2 separate regions of the Mus musculus genome follow, and region 1 is linked to region 2. A link is a contact called in public Hi-C data. All regions are on one chromosome and are shown on one strand. The core of a region is the stretch at or near the end of the contact, and the rest is flanking DNA. Distances in the headings are between cores, read along the strand shown.

What was found. Hi-C and Micro-C count contacts between places; a contact is called where the count stands out from the background.
Region 1: a contact with region 2 is called in a Hi-C map of cerebellar granule neurons, with 1.6 times the contacts expected there. The contact joins the enhancer-like site here to the promoter of Chd6 in region 2. A contact is called at or near these places in 1 of 39 promoter capture datasets (pre-B cells), 5 of 484 Hi-C or Micro-C datasets (cerebellar granule neurons, cortical neurons, muscle stem cells and 2 more) and 1 of 115 datasets of contacts at active chromatin or transcription factors (bone marrow-derived macrophages).

What each region holds. Positions count from the first base shown.
Region 1 is chr2:161,496,203-161,501,919 of GRCm38.p6, forward strand. No RefSeq gene overlaps it. Among named protein-coding and RNA genes, the nearest start is that of Gm35374, 110 kb to the left of the region's middle. Within about 2 kb of position 2,414, at least 19 of the 459 cell types and tissues checked have an H3K27ac peak or open chromatin away from gene starts, as enhancers often do. A contact at or near this core is called in cerebellar granule neurons, where this site is marked.
Region 2 is chr2:161,104,680-161,110,342 of GRCm38.p6, forward strand. It overlaps Chd6 (chromodomain helicase DNA binding protein 6), which reads right to left and starts at 4,407. Exons shown (of 37, transcript NM_173368.3): 1 at 4,310-4,407.

The DNA.
Region 1 (5,717 bases), core at 1,164-3,663, 390 kb after region 2:
AAGGAGACAACTCTTCTGTATTGGAAAGAGCATGAGCATAGGACTTCAAAGCCCATTCCCACAGTGACACCTTCCTCCAACAAAGTCACACCCCCTTGTACTACACATCCTAATAGTTCCACTTCCCATGGGCCAAGCATATTCAAACCACCACAGTTACCTTCCAGAAGACAGTGAATATGTCTTTTGAATCCCTTAGAGACAAATGGGTCTTGATTGTGGAATCAAAGAAGGTTTACATGGTGTCCATTATCTGTTTGTAATTAAGCCACAAGGCCCTCTGCTAGCACCTACACATTTTTTTTTTGCTAGGCTCAAGGCAAGTTCCATAAACAGACTTCAGAAAGGAAATAAGAACCTTCTTTTGTAAAACACAACCTCTAAAAAAGTCTACCCCCAGGGCCTACTTGCTACTCCCCAACCCAAAATAATGATGCTTCCCTTTCCTCAGGATATTCCTCAGAGTAAGCTCTTGGGGACTTTGCTGAAACTACAGAAGACTGGTCGCAAGATAAACATTTTAGGAGACAACATACTTTTCACAAGTCCCACCACTATCCCACTGGGGTTTTGAGACTCTCCATTTGGGATTTCCGAGCTGAGGAGAAACCCAGAAGGAACCAGGATAATCTCATCCTAAAGAAAAGGAAGGGAAGGAAGGCTCACTCTCAGAGAACAGTCAGAATCCATGTGCAAGTTGACAAGGGCATAGCAGAAGACAGGTTGGTGCTCCCTGTGTGGTGCTCCTTCTAGGTCCTCATTACAACTCCGACTCCTCAATGTCCTCCACCAGCCTGCACTCAGGCAGACTCACGTTGTAGGTCCACCTGGAATGGATGGCTTGCCATTTGCAGGCCCTCTGTGTATTATGTTTCCTGTACCCGCTCACTAACCGCTCTGAGAACTCCAAGGGTGTTTAATGAACACCCTGAATAACCTTTTCTCACTGCCACTGTGTGGGTCTCAGCCATGTCCCTTTGCCACTTCTGCATCTCAGCAGCTGTCCTATGAGCAGGAGAGAAATCTCCCCTCTCATTGACCTGTGGAAGATGCAGCTTCTGTTTCCTGGGACACCTGATCTCCTTCAGAGGACTGGTATCATTTACAAACACCCACTGTCATCCAAGTGGGAGCTTTCAGTTCTATGGAGATGTAACAGGCACTCTCCTTTACCAGCCTGACCAGATTTAGAAGAGACTGAGGTACGACTTCTGTGTGTGTCTGTGGGAGTGTTTCTGGATGTCTAAGGGAGAAAGACTGTCCTGAGTGTGGGTGGCTCTTTCCCTGGGACAGGGTCCTGCATGGAATTAAAGGTCAAAGTTAGAGATCCCCCTTTCTCCTTCCCTGTCCTGATATGAAATTGCTGCTCCATCTGCCTTTCCATAGTAGACCACACCTTCTGAAATGTGAGCTAAAGCATTCCTCTTTAGTTGTTTGTCTGACAGTTTGTGATAAAAAGGAACTCATATGCCATATTTTCTGATTCGAATACTGACTGTCTGATTGCCTTAGGTCACAAATCTGGGGAGGGGAGGGCTCAGCTTTGATCTAAAGAAGCCTTTCTGTGATCTGTACTTTCAATGGCTCTGAGCTCTGTACACTGTTGAACAGTCTCCCTTATTAAACATGGAGTCTTGGTGGTGTACATCTCATCTAAATTTTGTGTAAGGATGCTCTCGTGTGTGTGTGTGTGTGTGTGTGTGTGTGTGTGTGTGTACGTGTGTCACATGTTCCTGTGTGAGCAAGCTTGGGGGTCATTCCTTAGCTGCTTTTTACTGTTTTGTTTTTGAGACAGGGTCTTTCATACTCCCCCCTCCGCCCCAGGTCTTCCAATTCAGCTTAAACAACTGAGCCCCATGGACCAGTCTGTCTGTCTGTCTCTCCAGTGTTGGGGTAACTGGCACACACCATCATTCCTGGCTTTTGTTTTATTTATTTATTTATTTATTTAGCTAGTTAGTTAGTTAGTTTTTTTTCAAGACAGGGTTTCTCTGTGTAGCCCTGGCTGTCCTGGACCTCGGCTTCGAACTCAGAAATCTGCCTCTGCCTCCCAAGCGCTGGGATTAAAGGCGTGTGCCACCACTGTCCAGCTCATTCCTGGCTTTTTTTTTTTTTTTTTTTTTTTTGGCGTAGGTATTAGGCATCAAGCTCTAGCCCTTACACTTACAGGCAAGCCCGCTACCAACTAGATATTTTCTTAGTTGACTTTTTTCATCTTCAACACAATGTGCTCTCTGGCTCACAGCATCTCTGTGAATATCTTTTTTTTTTTTTTTTTGAAGGAATATGTCTATTTCTAGTTGTAAGTTGAAGTTAGTTGTCTAGTTAATCACACAGAGAGACATTTAGGGGGCAGAGACTGGAGCCCCAGGTGGAGCAGATGATGTTCACAGTCCTGAATCACAGAGGAGAGTGTGTGGGCTGAGCGGTGATGCTGTGCTTAGAGCAAGACCTACTGTGTCCGTGATTGAGTCACTGTGCCCCTGAGAGAGACCTGCCAGTTATTACTGACACACCAAAAGCAGGGCTTTGAGCTGTGGGTGATCCAAAAACACAAATTTATGAAGATAGCCCTCCCTATTGAGAAGCGCCAGCTCAACTAGGCGGAGAAAAGCCCTCATCAATGCCACCTGGCGAGGAGTAAATGGAGAACGATAGCTCGCCTGGCTGCTGCAAATGCACCGCACAGGAGAGGCTCTGAAATTATTTACAAGAAGCTGAGAAATGCGCTGATCCTATCTCTGCGTGGACAGAGACTGGGCACAACCAGCCCTGCTTGTCACTTGTGGATCTTAAGTGGGCGGGGTCTGAGCGCCGGAGAGATGGAGTGGGAGGGGGATTGATTCAGGTTCCTGCAAGCAGAGATGCCTAGATGCAAAACTGGAAGTAGAAATCTGTTGGGATGGTAACCTCAGTAGCACCTTAGGGAAATGGTAAATGAAAATAGGGAGGAAAACGATTGCGAGAATTCACCCCTGCCTTGCTCTGAAGGGTCTGACTCTCAGTGTGTCGCCGTCCCACACTTCTTCAGTGGATTTTTGTGGTCCTCAGCCTTCTAAACCTAGCCACGCCCCCCTGGGCGGGTAGATTGTGAGGGCAGAGGCTCGCAGCAGTCAAGGTCGCTGTCCGACCCTTTGAGGACTGGTTCTAAATGTACTATTGAATTTAGGGGACAGAGGAGAAGGAAGCAGGAGATGAAGTGCCCCTTGATTCCTGAGGGTTTCCATGCAGGCCTGTGACCGACTGGTTCATGTGTATAAACTAAACTAAAGTATGTTTTTATCAGAATGAAGAGTCAGAGTTTTTCTCACGTAGAGAGTTGCTTTCCTCTCCAGTGACCTAGCGCAGGACGTTTCTGGGAGGTCACATGACCTCTGGCACCAACAGCTCTTTCAGACAAAGCCCCCAGATTGTTTGGCTCCTGGTGGATATGTTTGATCTGGGATTTCCCTGAGGCCTGGTTTCATTTGCCAGCTGGACAGATTACATTGATTGACATGTGTGTGTGTGTTTCAAGTCTTTTTTTAAGTAATGCAAATCTGCCTGGACTCCTGATGTTGTCTGTGGTTTGCCCCTGAACATCTGGGATAATGCACCCTGGTGGACATGGGAGGGTGGGCAGATACCAGACCTGGCACAGATGGTCTCCTAAGGGGCTCTGAGCATGGCAGGCTAAAGCTTGTGGATGCATAGCTAGCCACTCTGGATCCACCAGGCTGGGACCCTTGTCTTCTGCGTGAACACTTACACTGCCAGCTCTGTCCTCTTCTAAGCAGAGGACAGATGGTGTCCTTCCATGAGAAGAAGAGGTCTCAGGACCACAGAGTGGTTGACAAGGCAGATGATCTTGGGTGATCTGTGACCCTTGCGCACCCTGGCTGTAGCCCAGAATTAGTGACTCTCTTTTCTTAAGTTTGAAGTTTGAAGCCTCTGGAGTTCTGAATGGCTTGTTCCCTTACCCACAAGCCCTCTTCCCTCTTCTCTCTCACACCATTTTGTAGTTGTTTGTTGACCAAGATGGCAGATGTAGACATTTTTAAAAACCAAGAATCCTCAGCCCTAAGTAGGATATCTGTATCATACCCTGCTCCCAAGGACCATCTCAGAAGAGGGAGTAGAGAGATTAAGAGGCAGAGGCAGTGGATGGCGAGATCACTGAAACAGTGCTTTCCAGGCATAACAGAGTAGTTGTACACAGGAGCTCACAGAGGCTATGACAGGTCCCAAGACCAAGTCAGACAAAGATCCCAGCACGGGGTGCAGTGCTTATGGAGTCTTCATGTCTAGCTGAGAAGCTACTGCCAGGCAGCTGCTGGGAGAGGGACAGGCACTTTCCTTTAAGGATGAGCCCCACCCCCACTCTTAGAGGCTACCCATGATCCAGTAGATGTCCCTAAACCCAGGAACATGTGGGCAGTGCTAAGTACACTTGGTAGGAAAAAAAATTAAAGAACACATGAAGTTGGGAGGGACTGGTGGTGAGAGACAGGGGGATTGGAAGGAAGATAATGCAAAGCAGACTTGATTACACCACATTATATACATGTGTAAAATTCTCAAAACAATAAACATTTTTAAAGAAAAAAAAAACAAATCCCACCAAGACAAATCAAATACCAATACCAAAGTAAAGCAAGAGGGCTGACTCATCCTTGTGCACCCTCCACATCCCTTGCCAGGGCATAGGTTGAGAACAAGAGGTGAGTTTTCAAATGAGACAGATCCTTCCCGTGCAGCTCTGTCTGTCAATCCCACACAGTGCTGTCTATAGGAGCCGGAGCTCTTAGGCCTGGCAAGTCCTGGCTTGCCATATAAGGATGCCTCATCCTCAAAGAACAGTGTTGAGTTCATGGCTTTAAATCTAGCTATGGCTAAGGCAAATTTTGTTTTAGAACAATGGGTAGAAGAGCTGTCTATAAAGAGTCACAAAACAAATATTGTAGCCTGGAAGGGGGGGGGGGTCGTCACAGTAAACTCCTCCCTTGTAGGGAGAAGGAAGCTACAAGCAGAATGCATATGAAGGAGGTATGGCTATGCACTTGTGAACCCTGTTTTCCACAGTAAGCAGTGAGCTGCTTACGACTTTCAGATCATAGTTTACCAACTTTTAAGTTAAAGCTTTGGCCCTGAGGAATAATTATGTCAGCTGCCATCTTCTCTCTCTCTCTCTCTCTCTCTCTCTCTCTCTCTCTCTCTTTTAATTTTTATTGGTTATTTTTTTAAATTTACATTTCAAATGTTATTCCCCTTCCTGGTTTCTCCTTTTCCTATCCCACCCCTCCCCCTGCTTCTATGAGGGTGCTCCCCCATCCACCCACCTACTCTCCACTCACTGCCTTTGCATTTCCCTATGCTAGGGCATCGAACCTTCACAGGACCAAGGGTCTCCCCTCCTGTTGATGCTAGATAAGGCCATCTCTGCTACAAAAACATCTGGCTCCATGTGTACTCTTTGGTTGGTGGTTTAGTCCCTGGGAGTTCTGGGGGGGGGGTTCTGATTGCTTGATATTGTTGCTCTTCCTATGGGGTTGCAAGCCCCTTCAGCTTCTACAGTCCTTTCCCTAACTCCTCCATTGGGGTCCCCTTATGATGGTTGGCTGCAAGCATCTGCATCTGTAATAGTCAGGTTCTGGCAGACCCTCTCAGGAGACAGCTATATCAGGATCCTGTCAGCAAGCACTTCTTGTCATCAGCAGTAGTGACTGGATTTGGTGGCT
Region 2 (5,663 bases), core at 3,157-5,656:
TGTAAAACACATGAGAGCTTGAGAGATTGCTCAGTGGGTAAGAGTACTTGTTACTCTTGGAGAGGACCTGGACTCGATTCCCAAAGGGCACAAAGATGGCCTGAAATTCTCTGTAACCCCTGAGTACTCACAGAGTACACATTCATACACATAATTTTTTTTTTTTTGTGGTTTTTTGAGACAGGGTTTCTCTGTATAGCCCTGGCTGTCCTGGAACTCACTTTGTAGACCAGGTTGGCCTCGAACTCAGAAATCCGCCTGCCTCTGCCTCCCAAGTGCTGGGGTTAAAGGCGTGCGCCACCACTGCCCGGCCATAAAATATTTTTTAATTAAGTCATTCATGATTACAGAGGGGAAAAACGTTCAAAGTTAAAAAAAAAAAAAAAACTTCCAAAAAGGAGTTTAAGTCATGTCATATGTGTCTTATATATTCTAAAGGTCCCAGAGTAGAGTAAGAATGGTAAAGGACATAAAGAGCACTGAGGGCACACAAACTCTACCACAAGCTATAGAAACCAACAAACAAGAGGTACTGCAAAGCATTTGTCTCTGGATTTTATCCAAACCATTTAGTTCAGGATGGGAACAGCAATGGACATTTTAAAATAACTCTATTTTACTACCTTCAGGACTTTTATGGAAGTAGCAGAATTTCTCATGAGAGTATCAACGCCTCCACAACACAAACAAAAGAAAAGAACATTCTGGCAGGGGAAGTGACTCCATTCTCCCTCTGCATGCCATGACTGCTGTGCACTAGACTCTTCTGAACTCCGAAGTGCACCTCGGGCGGGGAAGGCGGGCAAGCCGTGCCCTCGCTGTATGTCCCCCTTTCGGTGATAGATTCTTGAAATGGAAAAGCAAGCCTGATGCAGACTTAGAAAGGCATGGTTGTTGACCTCGCACCATACGACTAAAACAAGACGGTACACTCAAGCTTCTGAAGTCATCTTTGGATCCAAAGGAATTACTTTGGATCTGGGTTCAAATTCTACCCAGAGTTGGTGGCCTTGAACATGATACTTCATCCCAGTGAGCTGCTGCCCAGCTTCATGAAATGGTTAGAAAGCAAAGGCATTTACACCCATGGCCCCTGTCCTTAGCTGAGTGCTAGATGCACACCGGGTATCTCTCCAATCAGTGCTGGTTCTCTGCTGCTTGTCTCAAGTGTCTCACATTCCACTGCAAATAAAATATTCCTTAAGGAACAGACACCAAACCCTAACTATTACTTTATGTATTTTGGAGTCCGCAGTATAATAATCTGGTATAGGAAAATGCAGGCAACCCCAGGAAATCCACTGTAGCTTTTTACTCAAACTAAATCACAGCTTTTATGAGGGATGGAAGTAGAAGAAACATAAGTATTTATTAAGAACCAAACTATTGCAGGCTTTGCAATAAGCAGTACAACCACTGGGGAAAAGGGACTAAAGAAAGCAGTTTCTTCATTGGATGTGGATACCATCTCTGTCCTGTAGCAAAGGTATTTCTGCAGGGAGAGACTGAATCCAATAACCTATTCAAAGGGCACATGTAGACCCACTGGTCTTTCCCAACAGACTTCCCACATAAGTTGGAGGGCACATGCAATGACAGGACAGGACCCCGCTCCATGGTTTTAACACAAGAGAAAATGATCACAAACTCGGTTGGGATTAAGCCATGCTTCCAGAAAACCAAAAATATTTTTTAAATTTAAACCAAAGAATCTTCAAAATATAGTGGTCTCAGGACATACTGTTTCTGATTAACCTTCTGCGATATTCAGCTGGAAAAAAAAAATCACAAATTTAATGTGGTTCCTAAAGAGATACAGCCCTGCTAAATATTCTTTGCTATTTGAGACAGTTACAAGGAAAGTATACTGATAAATACAAAGAAATCTCCTGCAGATCTTCCTGAAATGGAAGGCCTAACTCTGGTTCTCTCACTCCACTTCTAACTGGTTTTTCAACTTCTAGCCTGAAGTCATATACTGAGAAGAGTCAGGGGCCTCCTATTACACCACTATAAAAATAATTATAAAGATACTTGAAAGTTGTGGTAGAAAGGGGGGAAAAGAAAAGAAAACAAAAAATAAAGATCGTGACTCCAGAGAAACTGCAACATCGGAGACCACAAAACCAATGTCATTTCACCAAGACAGACTACATACACACACAAAAAAAAAACCACTTCAAACTACTTACTATAAGCAGAGATTCCCAAACAACAGAGTGAGGGTAGGGATATGTACAGGTTAGCTTTTTGTGTGTGCTTGGGTAAGTGCGCCTGTGCACATGGAGGCCAAATGTCAAATGTTTCTTCCTCAATCTTACTACCACATTTTTTGAGACAAGGTCTCTCACTCTAGAGTTTGCCAATTCAGCTAGGTTGGCTGGCTGGCCCACAAGCCCCAGAGATGACAGGAGTTAGCCATAATGCCTGATTTTTTAATGTGGATGCTAGAGATACAAACTTGAGTCTTAATGCTAACATGGCAAACACTTTACCACACAGGCCATCTTCCTAGTCTTTGGGTTAGTTTAAATACAAAACATTAATAATCCATCTATGAAATCTTGGGACAGAAGGAACTCCAAATTAAGTCACACCGCTTCACATTTTCCCAGGCCCTTGGTTAAAGGGATGGATACACCCCTTATGTGAAACCACCTGCTCTGGTTGGCATAAACCAGGCTACATGACAACTCATGCCTAATCATTTTATCATACACACATCTCAAATCCTTCTGTTGCCAGAGAACCACAAAGTTCACAAAAAACTCTCTCAGAGGCTGCCAACCTGATCTTCCAACTTGGCTTCCAACTAAACTACTGTGCTACCCACAGTGAATGAGACAGACCCGCTCACTCCCTTACAATAAGTCAAGCACTCAGAGCTCTGAAAGAAAGCATGGTGTCTGTCCAGACTTTTCCAAAAGCACCATAAGCAGATCCCCATGGAGTATGCCAATATGAGGGCCTACTGGCATGGTATTCTTATATACCATTTGGGAAATAATCAAATCCTAGGCAAAATATTTCAGACACTCTTGAAAACTGTCAATATTTAAAATATCTATTTTCTCTGTTCATGGATCTGTTACAGCAGAAATGAACAGTTTCTTGAGGGGTGGCAAAAAAGGCACAAACAAGCCCCGGAGAAAGATGCTCAGAGATGCCAGAGACTCTCTAGAAACCTTGGCCAGATTACTAATGGTCTATAAAGCCTAATTTGGAGAACACGGGCCTACGAGCTCAAAATTGAATTATACTGCCTTATTAGATCCCACACTCGTGAAACCACAGTCATATTAGTCATAACTGAAACTAGGAATACTCTATGTACACAAATATAAAGTGCATGCTTATGCATTTTTAATTGGATCAAATAAAACTGAAGCTGCAAACAAACTCACATTTCAATTATCTCACTAGTGCGGGGATTTCCTAATAACCTCGTTTTAAAACCCAAGGAGCTGCCAACCCCTCTCCACATCTGACAGGCATGGTCCCTGGAAATTTTAGGAAGGACATTCCTCCGTTACTTCTCAACAGAGAAGAGAAATAAATACCCTGAAGGAAACAGATTTTTTTCTTTTTTTTTTTTTCATATTCCCTCTCTCTAATTTCTTTGCAAGCTCTAACATGCAATCTAATAACGCACCAAACTTGGCAGCGGGGTAGCTTGGTGGCTTGGAGTCTTGAGGGCTCAAATTTTCGGGGGCGAGTGCGCGTTAGTGCGTGAGGAGCCGGCCGGAGGGGCGCGCGACCCGGGGACGCGCCGGGGCCCCCGCCCCCTCCCGGAGCAGCAGCCTGGCACCGGCCCACCCTCCTCCACCCCTGCAAACAGACGCAGGACGCGGAGCGGAGCAACTTCTCCGCGGGGGCGGTAGCGGCTGGCGGGCGCGGGGGTGGCCCTCACGCGCCGTGGGCCGCCGGGGTCCCCTGGGAAGCCTTGGCAGGCCCCGCCCCGCCGCAAAGGCCCGCGCTTGGGGTCTGAAGCAGGACCCCAAGCCTGGGCGCGTGGCCCCGCAGTGGCGCTCTCCCAAGGACGGAGGGCGGGCGGCCAGAGCGCGCGGCAGCCGGGAGGGGCGGACGCCAAACCCCTCGCCTCAGGCCTCGGGGCCCTCGGCCTGGCCGAACGCCCGCGGCCGCGCTCGGACCCCTGCCCGGCCGGGCCTCGCGCCGCCGCGGCCCCTCAGCCCCGCTCCATTCATAGGGCAGCCCCATCCCGGCCAGCGGGGCGGAGACAGGGTCCCCGCGGGCAAGCCCAGCTTGTCGGGGCCAGGCAGGAAAATAAAAAGTTAAGAGAAGAACTTACCTAAAATGGCTCCTGCAGCAGCCAAAATACAAACAGCTATTATTTGGTGAAGTTTAGCTCAGACACCCTGCAAGGACACCCTAACCCAGCTTGGGCCCGCCTTCCCTGCCGCGCTATTGGGTTTCGCCTGCCCAAAACACAGGTTCATTGGTCGTGTGGGCTGCCGATCAGACAGAAGCCCGTTTCAAGCTTGCTTGCAGGAGCGAGTGATGGGCTTGCTCCATTGTGCTCGTATTTGCATGGATGTGATCGCAGCGGTGATTGGTCGATGTCGGAGCCGCTCCGCCTCCCAGCCTAGATCTCCCCGCCTTGCAGACAGCGCAGCTCCCGGCCCGCCCCCCCGGAATGAAGCGGCCGGGCCGCGGGGGCGGGGCGGGGCTGGGGTCCCGCAGGCGGAGGGGGCGGGGCGGGGTGCTGCGCTCTGTTTTGCAAGCAGGGGGCGAGGACCTGGGCGCTGGCCCGCGGCTGGGGCTCAACCTGCAGGTGGAGGTCTCGCAGGTAGTGGGCAAGCAAGCTGGAAAACCCGGGATTGGCTCTCCGGAGGTGGGAGAAGATGTACTGGGGTCCCACGACGTGAGCGCCCCGCCGGCGCCCAGATCCTGCAACGCGCACTCGAGGAGAGGTGAAGGTCCCAACGGACAGGAAAAAGAAGATGCTGAGAGGCCGAGGGAAGCGAGGAGCCGGGTCGTCAGTCTCCAGCTGCTTATACTGCAGATCCGCCTGGCTCCCTAGCATACTAGGAACGTCTTCCCAGGGCCCTGCACACCCCGGGAGTTTTCCAGCCCTGAGGATCCTGCAGCGCATTGGATATGCTTCAGTAACATCAGGAGTGGAACCATGGTGTGTTTATTTTCGGGCCTATCTCCACTACCATCCTTGTAGCATCCTCAAGGACAGGGCCTAGCATATGACAGAGATTCAACCAATTGTTGTCTTCCGTAATTCGTTTTTTAGCAGCTAATTTTTAAGTGCCCACTAAATACCTGACATTGATCTGAGACGGAGGATGTAGCGGTCAATAGGACAAAGCCCTTGCACTCACCGAACAGGCAAAGGAAAAGCAATAAATAAAATAAATAAATGAACACAGAGGCAGGTAGTGATAAATGCCATAAAGAAAACAGATGGCGGGAGGAAGGACATCAGACCAGAGATGGGGGAGGAACAATTAGGGCAAGGAGGAATTTAGAGCCTATCCTGCCTAGCTAAATATTCCTCATAGCATCCTCCCTACTCTGGGACCTGGTGATCACTTTTCCTCTTCACTCCTGCCTGTCCCATCTGGAGTGTTTCCCCAGTGAATACTTAAATAAAAGAAGAAGAAAAAAAAGTCCAAAACTGGCTGGACTCTGAC